Regions from separate parts of the Zea mays genome. Here region 2 is linked to region 1. The links are chromatin contacts, called in public Hi-C maps. All regions are on one chromosome and are shown on one strand. The core of a region is the stretch at or near the end of the contact, and the rest is flanking DNA. Distances in the headings are between cores, read along the strand shown.

What was found. Hi-C and Micro-C count contacts between places; a contact is called where the count stands out from the background.
Region 2: a Hi-C map of tassel shows a contact between it and region 1, with 3 times the contacts expected there. The contact joins the enhancer-like site here to the promoter of met2 in region 1. A contact is called at or near these places in 7 of 25 Hi-C or Micro-C datasets (bundle sheath, ear, leaf and 2 more).

The regions. Positions count from the first base shown.
Region 1 is chr10:144,440,834-144,447,783 of Zm-B73-REFERENCE-NAM-5.0, forward strand. It overlaps met2 (DNA methyltransferase2), which reads right to left and starts at 5,188. Exons shown (of 20, transcript NM_001371784.1): 1 at 4,660-5,188; 2 at 4,453-4,549; 3 at 3,047-3,154; 4 at 2,842-2,979; 5 at 2,651-2,750; 6 at 1,437-1,615; 7 at 1,294-1,359; 8 at 1,002-1,214; 9 at 828-886; 10 at 688-754; 11 at 268-597; 12 at 103-171; 13 at 1-25. The coding sequence starts at 5,156.
Region 2 is chr10:144,589,906-144,596,770 of Zm-B73-REFERENCE-NAM-5.0, forward strand. It overlaps the pseudogene LOC103642050. Among protein-coding and RNA genes, the nearest start is that of LOC103642051, 19 kb to the right of the region's middle. Within about 2 kb of position 4,151, at least 19 of the 20 cell types and tissues checked have an H3K27ac peak or open chromatin away from gene starts, as enhancers often do. A contact at or near this core is called in bundle sheath, ear, leaf and 2 more, where this site is marked.

The sequences.
Region 1 (6,950 bases), core at 3,938-6,437:
TCTCGTCATATGCAACCATACATTGCTGCAACAAATTCAGTTGGTCAGCGTATTTTACACATTCCACATGATTTCATAGTAGTGGTTTGTGATTGCACTCACCGAAAAGGCATTAGGGGCTCCTCCACGTACTACAACATCATAGGTGGGCAGAGGATACTTAGGGAGCACCTAAATTGTCAAATACACGTACACCTGGTTAGCCAGCAGCCAACAGTGCAATATGAATCTAGCGAAGCATATAAAACAGCAAGGTACAGAACAGACCATGGAAGAAAGAGCACCCCAGAGGAACACACGCATCCTGAACTGTGGCAGACCATAGCAACCAGCCACCATCATTCCAAGCCGCGCTTGGTACTTCATAGCAACAAGGCAGCTCAAAGCATATTTTCCTAGGTAACCATCCGCAAATTTGAGTATGTCCACCACATTTTCCATGAGAACATACTTGGGCTTCAAGTACGCCACAATATCCATGAAAGTCACCATTTGTTTGTTTTTCTCATCTTTGAGTGGCTCATCACGGTTTCTGTACCGATTAAACCCACTGATACCTTGGCATGGTGGGCCTCCACAAATGACATCAACATCACCCTTTGAAAGAATAAAATAGGCAGATATCACCAAATAAAAAAGGGGAGCTAAACAAATAGCGAGCAAAATCACAACGAACTAAATACTCACAGGCAGTGGGAGAATCTTTCTTTTGTGCCCTTCTTGTACAAAATCTCTAATTTTCTGCGGGCAGTCACTGGTTTGCAAAACAAGGATTAGATGCAAATAGGTATACAAGGCAACAAGCAGACGATATACCATACACTAACCTCAAGTTATCAATCGGTTCCCATGTATCCTCCTCAGGGCCGTATCCTTCCCACTGGACCTGCAGAAATCTAGCGTTACAGCAAAATATACAGAAATATCCATCGTTTGACAGGCTTAAGTAATTGATTTTTTTGTTGGAATCAAGTAGAAATGAACAAATGACACTGAAGTACCTTAAAATAGATGCCATTTTCCCTGTCACTGCCACCATAACATATCCCGACAAGCTTCTCTACAACAAATTCGTCCTTGTCAAGAGGGCTGTCTTCATCCGCTTGATCCTCTGAGCTTGCTAAATTTGAATCCACATCTTGGACATATTTTTTGCATAGAACTGCCCATTCCTTAAGGAGGGCAAGAAACTCATCGGCTTTCTCATTTCGCACCTACATCCAAAAATCCAGACACTTTGTAAGAGTAGCTGACAGAACAGATGGAATCCAAGATGAAGTTTACTATCCATACCTCAGTCTGTGGATGATTATATTTTAAACTTTGGCACGCAAAACTGTTGAAATCAACAGCCCATCGCTGCAAGCCAGAACAATAGAATAAGTTCTGAGATCGTGAACATATTCTATCCAACAGATGACTAGTTAGAAGATTACAGTTTCAAGTTTCAAGCCAGAAAGAGCTGCACCCAAGCAAAGACCAGTAGACATGCCCCCACAGCCAGAATACAGATCAAGAAGGGTTGCTGTCCTCGTTGGCATACTAGATGACGTCTCCAGATCCACATCATCAGAAGAAATACCCGAAGCGGTATCACTGTCTGACTGCCCATTTTCTATTAGGAAAAAAGTGCCAGCGTTTGTAAAAATACATGCACATTTTACAAGTGTCAAACTTATTCACTGTAGACTGTCCAGATCAACTTTAGTTATTGAGCTACATGCACCAACAGTTGCAGTCAAAAACCTAAGCTGATAAGGAAATGTGTGCAATTCAGTTATACGTACACTCCCTCACACGAGACCAAAAAAATATGTTATTAAATTGCATCAACTATGATTTTAAAGTAAACATTTGACTCAAATATCATATTGAGTTGCATGCACAAACCAGTTCAATCTGTTAGAGAAAGATGGAGAACACACTTATAATTCAACACTCTCCCTCATGTGCTCAAACGTGGAAATAGGGGTAAGCTGCAATTATTTTATTTGATTGCCCCTGCCAGGATTCAAACTCGAGAGTTCTATGCTTGAACACTATATCATATTGACTATTGAGTATGGAGTTGCATGCACCGATGAAAACCAAAAACTTAAGCTATTAGACAAAGGTGAGCACCAATTCAGTTATACTTGAACACTATAGGCGTGTTTGGTTTGCACCCAGGAAAACCTGCCAGTGCAAACGTGGCTCCCAGGTGTTCGATTTCGGGCACCTACGGCCAGGATGGCTGTCTAGCCAGGAGCTCGGCAGGGAGGCCGTGAAGCAAATAGGCCTTACATGCACTAAACGCTAATCCTATAAACCTAAGCTTATGAAGAGGCAAGTTTGTTTGAGGTTTTACATTACATAAGCTGTTTGTGTAGATTAGCTTTCGAACAAACAGAATATCTAATACACAATCAACACGTCATTGACATCCCTTGACGAGTTTTACTCACATAAGGATGGTAATCGTACCCAAAACCCAAGTATCTGACAGGTTTTACTGACTTAACAAGTTAAGTATCTAAAAATACATTTTCAGAGTTTGTGGACATTATTGACATCCCTTGACGAGTGCAGGAACAACTCATGTATTTAACTCTTTGGCAAAGCTAACTGCATTCAGCTAGTCAACCAAAAAAGATGATGCAGAAGGAATTACCAGACGAGATATTAGCAAATGTAGAATATGCAACAGAGTAAGACATGTCATAGTATAGGTCGCAACTCTCTATCAGCTGAGCCTTGGCTTTTGGATCCATCTAAGGCAAGTAGGCAACAAAACAATGGTAGTCAGAAACATTATGTGTATAGCAAAACCACAAAGCTCTCAGCAAACTGCAGCAAACTTACATTTGGATCAACATGGACTATCTTGACCTTGGAGATAATGCAATCAAGCACATTGTCGTTCTTTTCCTCAGAAAGAAAAACACGTCTAGGGTCATGCTTGTGGCCATCCACACTTATGGACACCAAAGAATTGATAACCTGCCATGACAAATGTGAGTGCTATGCCACTTGACATGCATAGAATGACAAAATACTAAATACACACCGTGTCCTCTGCTCGGAAGAACCAACGGCAAGTAAAATAGTGACACTGGTCAGTCCCCTCAAAAAATTCAGTAATGCGGCCAATGTAATCTGCCTCGTTTTCTCCAGCCTAAGATAGACAAAAAGGAATAAGAAACTTAAAGTCAGTAACTATTATTATAGAACCCATGAAAGATGTGGTGTGAGAGCAAAACCACTAAGTGATATTATACACAACCATTATTCCAAGCATCCGTGTTGCCTTGTTCATTCAAACAATGTTTGTGTTCAGTTGAATTAGTAAATACTTTCATCAGGCTAGAAATTTAAAGAATCTCAGAGATCATAATGGAATGTAAGCAATTGCTGACACATGCAAAACAAGATGCAGGATAAAGCAGCATTTTTTTGTTCAAAACACTGCATTCTGTTTAATTAAAACAGTTTGCAGCATTAAACATGTTGAAAGGTGCATCTTGTAACACCAGATATTTTGTAAGACATTATCGTCGTGTAATAAAGATTATGACATTGGTATCTATACACTATCCTGGTGAACATATGAGATGTATCTAGATTTGTCCTTAAATTCGGGTGTGACAATCTTCAACAGAATCAAAGTATCCAGCTTTTAACACCAGACTATACACCAATCACCACATTGTGTAGAGACAGGCATTTAGGGTATGTTTGACCATGCTGCTCCCATTTCCAACTCCATGTTATAGTTCTGTCTCAACACACAAGTCATCTACATCATATCCCACTTACTATCCACATCATCTCTAACTAATAGTCATGTCATCCCACTAACTGTTAACCTCTTAATACAAGCTACCAACATCATTTCCACATTCTTCGCAATCCCAATGGCAACATGCACGATATCTTCTAGTATGTAATAATTATCACACACCTCAATGCTAGCATCTCCTCGTTGATTTGAAAGTAAATATTCCATGACACGCGCAATGTGAAACTTCACTAACAATGAGATAAATATAGAAGGAAAGAGAACAAAAAAAGAAGCATGCAATATGCTCCAGGGCATATTTGGTAGGTGGCCTGAGAATCTTGCCAGCGCAACTTCACCATTCCGGACGCCTGGGCCAGAATCAGCTGCCTAGCAGGCAGCTGTCTGGGAGGCGTCATCTAAACACGCCATCATGCATGAATCTCCGAACAGGGTGCAATCAAATAAGCACTATACCGCACATATCGATCTGGACCTCCTGGTCGATGCAAAATATACTACCAGACTTCCAGCATACCACGTTGTGTATCAGTGCCACGTACCGGTGACCATACGCAGAACTCGTCACGGAAATGCGAGTCGGCAACAAAAATCAAGCAATTCTTGCTTCCTTAACAAACACATATGCACATCATAAATGAGAGCAGAAGCAACAGAAAGCGATGAACAAGGACCTTGACATAGACGTCATCCCCAAGGCAGTAGACGACGTTGTCCACCTTAGCGCTCCGGTAGTGACATCTGGCCTTGAGCTCTTCCTCCTCATCCGGTCTGCACGCACAATAAATCAGCAAATAGCAGATTGCTCGGCTCACAAGTACTAATAGACATGGAGCAAAAATCTGGTCAAATCAAAACCAGAGCTGGGAGAAAAACTGTACTTCTTTGCGGCAGTGCTGCGGCCGTAGCGCTTGGGCCAGTTGCTGCGCGCCTCGTCCGCGGCAACAGGGCTGCCGATGAACTCCGGCTCGTGGTCGCCGGCGGCGGCGGCGGCGTTCCTTCTCCCCACCCTCTTCTTCCCGGGTGACCCCGCCGCGACCGCAACCACCTCCTCCCGCATGGCCTGCTCCTCGGCCTCCTCCTCGCCCATGGCCAACTCCTCCTCGTCGGGCTCCTCGGCGCACACGTCGTCCTCCACGGGCTCCTTCATCTCGGCATCCCCCTTCTTCTTCCTCCCCGGCTTGGCCTGCTTGGGGGGCGACTTGGGCTTCTTCCCAGAAGATGCCGCCTTGCGGCTGCGCTTGGCGGAGGACGCCGCCACGACCTCCTCCTCCTCCTCCTCCTCCTCCTTGTTCTGGTGGATCTCCTCGGCCTTGGCGGCGCGCTTCCGCCCAGAGACGCGTGTGGGCGCGGCGGGTGACGGGGAGCTCGGCGCCATGGCAGGGGCTGCGGTAGCTGCTGCTGCTCTCTAGGGTTGGGAGACGAAGGGGTTTGCCAGGAGAGTGAGTGCTCTGGAGGTGTAGAAATCGAATCGAAGGGGATCGGTCAAATCTGGAAACAGGGCAGGGTGGAAGAGAGGGTGGGAACTGGGAAAACGAAACCCAAAAGATCGAGGGAGCGGGAGCGTCCAAATTTTGACGGCGTGGGACCCGTCTGCAGCGGGAGGGTATGGATTTGAAATTTCGCTGTCACCCGCGACTCCGCGAGGGTGCCCGCCGGAAGTGCGCGGCGCTTTCGGCCGTTGGCCCCTCCACCCGTGCCAGATGACCCAGCTGTAGGGTGGGGTGGTGGACTACTGGACTGGTGATGGAACTAGTATGGGCCACTTCTTGTAATTGATTAGCTGACAGTGACAGGGCTCTTCTAGCCGATACGTCTGTTTTCAAATTTTAAATCTAAAATATGTGGATTGTTGGGCTTAAGAGGCTTAGCTTTAGTATTGTCACATTTCAAATATTAAATATAATATAATTATAAAACTAATTACACACATAATAAGGAAAACATATTAAATCTGATTAGTTTATGATTCGGTAACATGATATTACAGTAAACATTTGTTAATCATGAATTAATTAGACTTAACAGGTTCGTCTTACAATTTAGTCTTTGTTTGTGTAATTAGTTTTGTAATTATACTATGTTTAGTACTTACAATTGATATTCATACATCAGCTGTGACATGAACAAAACTTTACTAAAAAAACAAGGAACAATTGTGATGGTGTCCCTGTTTTAGGGTGTAACTGTAGAATTACCCCCTTTTTAAAACTTTGCGCGTTTGCCCCTGTTTTTCAAAATAAAACGATGTATGCCCATACTCCGTTGGTTATACTTAACAGTGTTAAGTCATGATAAAGAAGACAAGAAACAATTGCGCCATTGTCACTGTTTTGTTGTGTAACTATAGTTTTACCGCTTTTTTTAGACTTTGTCCGCTTTTATGACAATTCAAATTATTATTTTCAAAGTTAAAAAATATCTAACTAATTAAATTAGTGTGATGAGGCAAAATAATTTAAAATGTTGATGGAATAATTTGTCAATATTTTTAAATCTTTAAAAATAATTTAAATTGTTGCAAATAGTTTGAATTGTTGTTAAAATAATTTGAAACGTTGTGGGATTAATTTGAATTGTCATAAAACATGTAAGTCTAAAAATATAGTAAAATACAATTGCGCTAAAACAGGGGCATTGGCGCAATTATCTCTTGTATTTTTATCAACACTTAACAATGTTAAGTACAGCTAACAGAGTAGGAGCATACACTAGTTTGTTTTGAAAAACAAATTGTCCCCTGTCCGGTGCACACCGGACAGTCCGGTGCCCCCTTCTGACTGTTGGCTTGGTCACGCGTCACGCGCGGATTGCGCGGTCGACGGTTGGCTCACCGGACAGTCCGGTGTACACCGGACAGTCCGGTGAATTTTAGCCGTACGCCGCCGACGATTCCCGAGGACGGCCTTTCCACCAGAGCCAGCCTGGCGCACCGGACACTGTCTGGTGCACCACCGAACAGTCCGGTGCACCCAGACTGAGCAGACTTTTGGCTGCTTCGAGCCAAGTTTTTCCAATTGTATTTTCTCTGATTCTAGCACTTAGACAAATTTGTTAGTACACAAAAACCAATGTACTAAGTCTAGAATCATACCTTTGTATTGATTTGCACTTTGTCCACCATTTGGCATAGTTTAACACTTAAGCACTTGTGTTGGACACTAAATCACCA
Region 2 (6,865 bases), core at 2,901-5,400, 150 kb after region 1:
AAAGCTTGGTTCAAGAAACTAGTAGTCTGAATAAGGAGTTTGAGGTACATCAGAACAAGTTGAACGACTTACAACTTGCACTTGCTGCTGCACTAGCAGAAAAGGAGGCGGCATTTGAAGAGATTCATTCACTGTGTAAAACACTCGATGGAATGATCGAGCACAAAGCAGAACTAGAAATACAGGTAGTGCATGTTTGTCAAACTTTCCGCTTAATTGTAGCTTCAATATATGTTCTCGTACCATTACATAGCAGTAGAAAGAAAGTTTATTTTTTGTTTAACTAAGTAGAACAATTTTTAGGTATCTTCTACTATACAAGAGCACGAAGAACTGAAGAGCAAGTACCAAAATACAATGGAAGAGAAGCAGATGTTGAGTGATAAATATGAAACAGCAAAGAAAGAGCTTGAGGATGCAATAGCCAAGTTGGAGGAGGAAATGAATGTAGACAAGTCAGAAAAAGAGTCTCACATCTCAAAGCTGGAGCGACAGATTACATTATCAGAGATAAAATACATGGAGGAGGTTGTCTCCCCTGTCCATATCTCTCCAAACCGCTTTGGATTTGACCTGGGAATGATTTCTCATCTGTATAACATATGTACTATTTCAGATAAAGACTATGCAAGTGGAAACAACTGAAAAGAATGAAGCACTAACAGCCAAGATGCAGGAACACACAGACTTACAACATGAGAAACACGAATTGGAACAACAGTTGCTGGAAGTTAGGAAGGAACTGGATGGTGCTTACCATACCATAGTAAATCAGGTAAAGTGGTGTCACTAAATATATTACCAATATTGTATTGCTCTTATTTTTAAGCCTCATTGCTAAGCAAATAAGGGATTGTCAAATATAGCTTCCTTCTTTTTTAGACAATGGACAAATATAGCCTTCTACTGTTTAGAGACGAAATTTATGTGTATTGGTTTTCCTTCTAGATCTATTTCAGTTGTTGAGAAACAGTAAATTGTTAACTTATCTCAATTTGTTATAATAATGGAAATGAAGGGGCACCTTCTGCATTGTCTCATGCTCAATAGTCCTGACATTGTCTGACTCAGGAGCCAATGGGATTAAATCATTCTGATATTTATCTCTTCAAAATATGTTGGAGCCAGTCTTGACATTTTTTTTCTTTTTCAGGAAGAACAAGCTTCTTTGAGAGAGATAAAGTGGGACACTTTTAGGATTTATTCAGAGGATCGTCTGGAAGCTGAGCAGCAGCGTGCTGAGGAGCTGGAACTACAAGTAGCAGCTCTTAAACAACAGCTCCAAGAAGCTGAGGTCCATTATAAGCAAAAGGTGGCTTTTATTTGAGTTTTTCATTTTGGTCTCTGTGCTAATTCACCAGTTTCCTGTTGGAACTAATATAGCTTGTGGTTATGTACTAAAGATCATTGAGATATGCTTGTAGGTTCTGAGTAAAATAGAAATGTTTTTGTGGCATCTAGATGACATACTAAGGGCATGTTTGGTTCCCTGCCTAACTTGCCACACTTTGCCTAACTTTTCTGCCTAAGGCAAAGTGTGGCGTAGTTAGCCACGAACCAAACAGGCCCTAAAATCTATACATGATGCTTTACTCGGATACTTCAGTATTTCTGGTATCACTGGGATTTTTAAAGTGGGTATTTTTTCTATTGGCAGGAAGAACAAGTTTCTTTAAGGGAGGTTCAATGGGAAGGGGATCAAAATCATTCACTGAATGAGCTGAAATCTCAGCGTCAGTATGCCACGGACTTGGAGAAACAAATCGAAGATCTTACTCAGAAGTTAAGATCAGCCGATGCACACTACAAACAGAAGGTAAACGTCATCCTTGCAGAAATATTTAATAGTGAAAAAACATCACCATATAGATAATCAGCGAATATTAAAATAACATGGATTTTTGCAATTGTCATATTTTTAGGTTCTTGTTAGCACAGGTCCCTGTGTTATTGGAATTTACAATTTGATTAAAATTGCATGGTGCATTTGCTAGTTTGCAGCTGTTTTTCTCGTGCTGAAATTTTCTGGGGTTTTACAGGCCACAGAAGAGAGAGATAAACTTGCCGAGATCACCACAGAGTTCAGCAAGTTGACACATAAAGTAAGCAAGAGTGTCGAATTGGAGAAGAAGGTGCAGGACCTTGAGCAGAAGCTGCAGCTAGCTTATTCCAAGTCTGACGAACAGGTAAGCATAAACATGGCACATGGCTATAAGATCTCATCAGTTACCTCTGTTCTGTTGTTAACATCAACTAACCGTATAATCTCCTTACAGGCAACGGATGTCTTGGAGTCGAGATCCCGTGAGTTTAGCCTGGACTCGTTATCAAGTTTGGTCAAACAGCAGGACAGAACTCAGGCTGCCGACAAGGCCTCGCCGAGCCCGACCCTGCAAGAAGTACAAGAACCTTCTGGCACCATGGCTTTCAAGTTCATCCTGGGAGTCGCCCTGCTGTCCGTACTCGCCGGCGTGTTTCTCGGGAAGCGGTACTAGCGCTCAGTCTGTGGAACTCTGTTGGCGCCCATCATCAGCTCATGGAAAACCCCCGCTGTTAATATTGCTCCCAGCGAAATTCGGTTATCAGTTTGTAGCTGGAAGGGGGGCGTAGCCAGCAGAAGTTTGAGAGGATTGTTGGCCTTGATGGTGATGGTTCGACGACTTTCTGGGAGGAAGTTGGAGACCTTGGAAGCCCTTTTGTTCTCTTGTTGTTGATTTTCGTCTTCATTTTCAGTTTTTGGGTAAAGTGGGGCAAGGAATTTGATTTTTGTTCATTCCTACCCTTTGCGTGCAAAAGGCCAAGTGCACGCAACTGGTTCTGCGGACAGCTAGTTTTCCGTGTACATTTCTTCTCTGTAAAGACCAGGAGTCCATGGACGCAAAACATGAAGCCTCTGCTTGCTGTATATGCTCGTGTGGAGAGTGCATGTTTCGTTACCTGTGCCTTTTGATGTACACCTGAATTGCTTGAACGAGAAATGTCATATTATTATCAGATGGTTTGAAGGACGTGTACACAGTGGTTGGATTCAGATCCTCTAATTTTGCAGCAAGTGTTTGTTGTTTTGGTCTGCAAACTGCAATGCCTGCCTAAGTATGTGTAGTAGCAATCTTCTCTCACACGAAAGCTGGACATAGCAATCTTCTCTCACACGAAAGCTGGACATGAGATATATAGCACATATGCGAGTATAATACTCCCCTGTCCCAAAATAAAATTCGTTTTAGAAAAATAGTAAATTCATACAATAGATAATGTATGTGTTTTATATATGTGTCTAGGTTTTTTATCATCCATTTAAGTATAGACATACAAACCAAGAGTTAAAATGACTACATTTTGAAAACATTGAAAACGGAGGGAGTATAATGAGATCTATAAAGTGAGTAATAGTTGTTATTTGCATTCTCATAACGTTAGACTATCTTGGCACATTGTATGGATAGGGCCGGACAAAATACTCGTGAATTGTGAGCTCACTCGACTCGTGGTCTTCAATTTGACTCGACTCGGCCCGTTTCAATTTTATCATGAGCTTAACTCTCTTTGTTAAGGAGCAGAAGAGGAATGACCTGGTGGAGTACTGGAGTACCTGATGAACAATTGATCAAGTCTGCTGTGTGAGGTTGTAACAGTTTGAGTTAGTCAGTACTTATCGGAGAACTGACGTTATCCGTTTGAGGTTGTAATAATGCACATGTCTGATATGTATTCGCTGTCTGTGTTGTGGACTAGTATATGTTAAATTGCTTTGAAGGCTAGCAGCTGCCTCGGCACGACGTTTCGGCCTCTGAAGGCGAGGAGGCAGCTTTGATCAATGTGGAAGAGCGCCAGTTCATCTCAAACTTTGTGGGCAGGGCATGTCCCCTGTGCGTGATGACCAGGATGCTCCATCTAAGGCAAACTGCGAACCTGAACAATCCGTCGGAGGAAGACGAAGAGCTCGCCATGTCGCTGTAGAATCGTGTTACGGAGAAACATGATTTCTGCGTGCGACTAAAAGGTGAGTCTAGTGTCAGCTGAGCATCGTTACTGCAGTCCAACCTTGCTGTCACTCTGTCAGGCCGATCAAGGGCAGCAACCATGGGTAGCAACAACATTGACATGGGCCAAAGGCTGAGCTCTTTGAAGTGTGAACTACAATCATCTAGATGGGCTCGACCTGAAGCCCACACATAGGATACCAGAATGGGCCGACCCAGTACACGGTTTGCTGGACACTCCGAACCACCTCGGTTGCAAGTTCATCCTGGGACTGGGAGTCGCCGCGCCGTGCTGTCCGACGTTCGACGACTTTCTGGGAGGAAGTTGGAGACCTTGGTTGCTGTTGATTTTTGTCTTCATTTCCAGTTTTTTTGTTTGTTTAAGTGGGGCAAGCAAGGGATTTGATTTTTGTTCATTCCTGCCCTTTGCGTGCAAAAGGCCAAGCGCACGCAGCTGGTTTTGTTACCATGTACAGATTCAACCAATCCAGTACCTTCTGTGATGTACACCTGAATTGCTGGAACGAGAAATGCCATATCATATCAGATGGTTTGAAGGACGTGTACATCTGCACACTGGTTGTTGGATTCAGATCCTCTAATTTTGTTAGTTTGGTCTGCAAACTGCAATGCCCTGTCTAGGTAGGCTCAGACCCACGGTCGGTGCTGCACTGGATGCATGTTTAGGGCTTGTTATGGGTGCTCTAATATTCATCCCAATACACACAATCTTTCTGAACTCATATGTATTGAGGTGAATACTAGAGTATCTAAACGTAGCCTTAGGAGGATGTCATCCTACTTGATTCCTGTGGTGCAACAAACTTTAGGCAAAACTACAGAGCTAGTAACATGAATGCTTGCAGGGATGTATTTAAGCTGTCTGTCGCAGATCGTGTAAAATAAAGTATTTATACTGTAGATAGCATCGTTTCTGTTTGCAGTTGGAGTTTGAAGTAGAGGACGAGATAAGATAGCTGCTAGCCTTAACCATTGCATAAGGAAATGAGATTTCTTGTATGGATCGATGATTCTTGATATGTGTAGTAGCAATCTTCTGTCACACGGAAGCTGGATAGGGGATGTAGCACGTATGCTGAGTAATATGACATCAAAGAAAGAAACAGAGGGGAAAAGGAAGGGACCATTGAGCTATATAGATATAGGCAGCTGGAGGAAAAGAAAAGCCATAGTCTGGTGAGAAGTGCCAAGAACAAACAACAATCGGATATACAGACAAATTACTTCTTCCATGGTGCCATTCGAATGCAACAAATCTAGCACATGAGGACCCTCGAAGCGCGTTGGGAAAAGACCGCGGGGGTACTGTTCCTGGATACCAAAAGTACTGCGGCCACCGCTGTCCTGCTTGACAGAGCAGCAGTAAAGAGCACTGATGAGAGATCTGAGAGAAAAAAAAAAGGGAGCCGCCAATAGGAGGCGACGTGGCACTGTTGAGGCCAGTGGCAGTGTCATCTGCCATGCATGCCCGCTGGGCTGCTGGTTGCCCGTGCCCTCTGCCCTGTGCAGTTGGCTCTGGCCTCTGACTTCCAAATGCCAAAGCCTGAGGTCAAAGGTGAGGTCGCAAAGCGAGCACGAGGGCCGTGGTCAGTGGTCTCCCCTCTCCCCAGTAAGAGTGACCCACCAGTCTGCACTCTGCACTGACGGTGCCGTCGGGTGCCCCGCCTGAAACCCTATCCGCCAGACTAGCTATCTCCGTACTGGGCCGGGTTACCTATTATCAAAATCAAATTTAAACCTAATGTTATAAACAATACAATATACAATATAAAACAGTGTTTTGAGTAAACTAAACCTCACTTCTCGCACGTCGGTTGTTTGCGTTGGTTACGAACACACGAACAATTGGACATGGTCCTGGTTCGCCTTTTCTTCTTTGCTCTTTGCATCTGTTGTCGTATAGTATGTGTTCGGTTATCTTTTCAAGGTTCCGGTAGGAGACCATAACAGAGCAACACAATTAAAGTAACTAGATCTCCTCTTATTTAATCTACTTAGAAATAAGAGTTAGATTAAGGGAATAATATCAAGGTAGATGTAAACGCGCAATTATCTAAAGCATAAAGATATATGAATTGTATGTTATAAGCTTGATATTTTATTTCCCCCCCCCTTTGGTAACAGGTAATTACAAGTGTACCTTTAAATGCTCGAAGGACATCTAGAGATGCTAGCGCTTTAGAGCTTCGAATGCAGAGTGATTCGGGAGTGCGTGAGCACATGAAACGAGAAAAGGTCTGTTTTGCATGGGCAATGTCGGCATCCCGTAACTGGGGTACCCTCTTCTACTGTGCCAAGGCTAAATACCCACGTGGTTACATGTAAACACATACTAAGAAACTGAGCAGCCGTGTCTATGAGTCTGGACCTGTCTAATGTACTGGCAGCGGAAAGCAAAGCACACGCGGCCTATCCGAGATTTATCCATTATCAAAACCATATTTAAACCTCATGTTATAAACAATACAATATATAGTGTAGACTAGAGTTTTAGATAAACTAAACCTCACTCCTCTCACGTCGGTTGCTTGCGTTGAGTACGAACACATGGACAATTGGACATGGTCCTGGTTCGCCTTTTCTTCTTTGCTCTTTGCATCTGTTGTCGTATAGTATGTGTTCGGTTACCTTTACAAGGTTCCTGTAGGAGACCATAACAGAGCAATACAATTAAAGTAACTAGATCTCCTCTCATTTAATCTACTTATTAGAAATAAGAGTTAGATTAAGGGAAGAATATCAAGGTAGATGTAAACGCGCAATTATCTAAAGCATAAAGATATATGAACTGTATGTTATAAGCTTGATATTTTATTCCCCCCTTTGGTAACACGTAATTACAAGTGTACCTTTAAAATGGT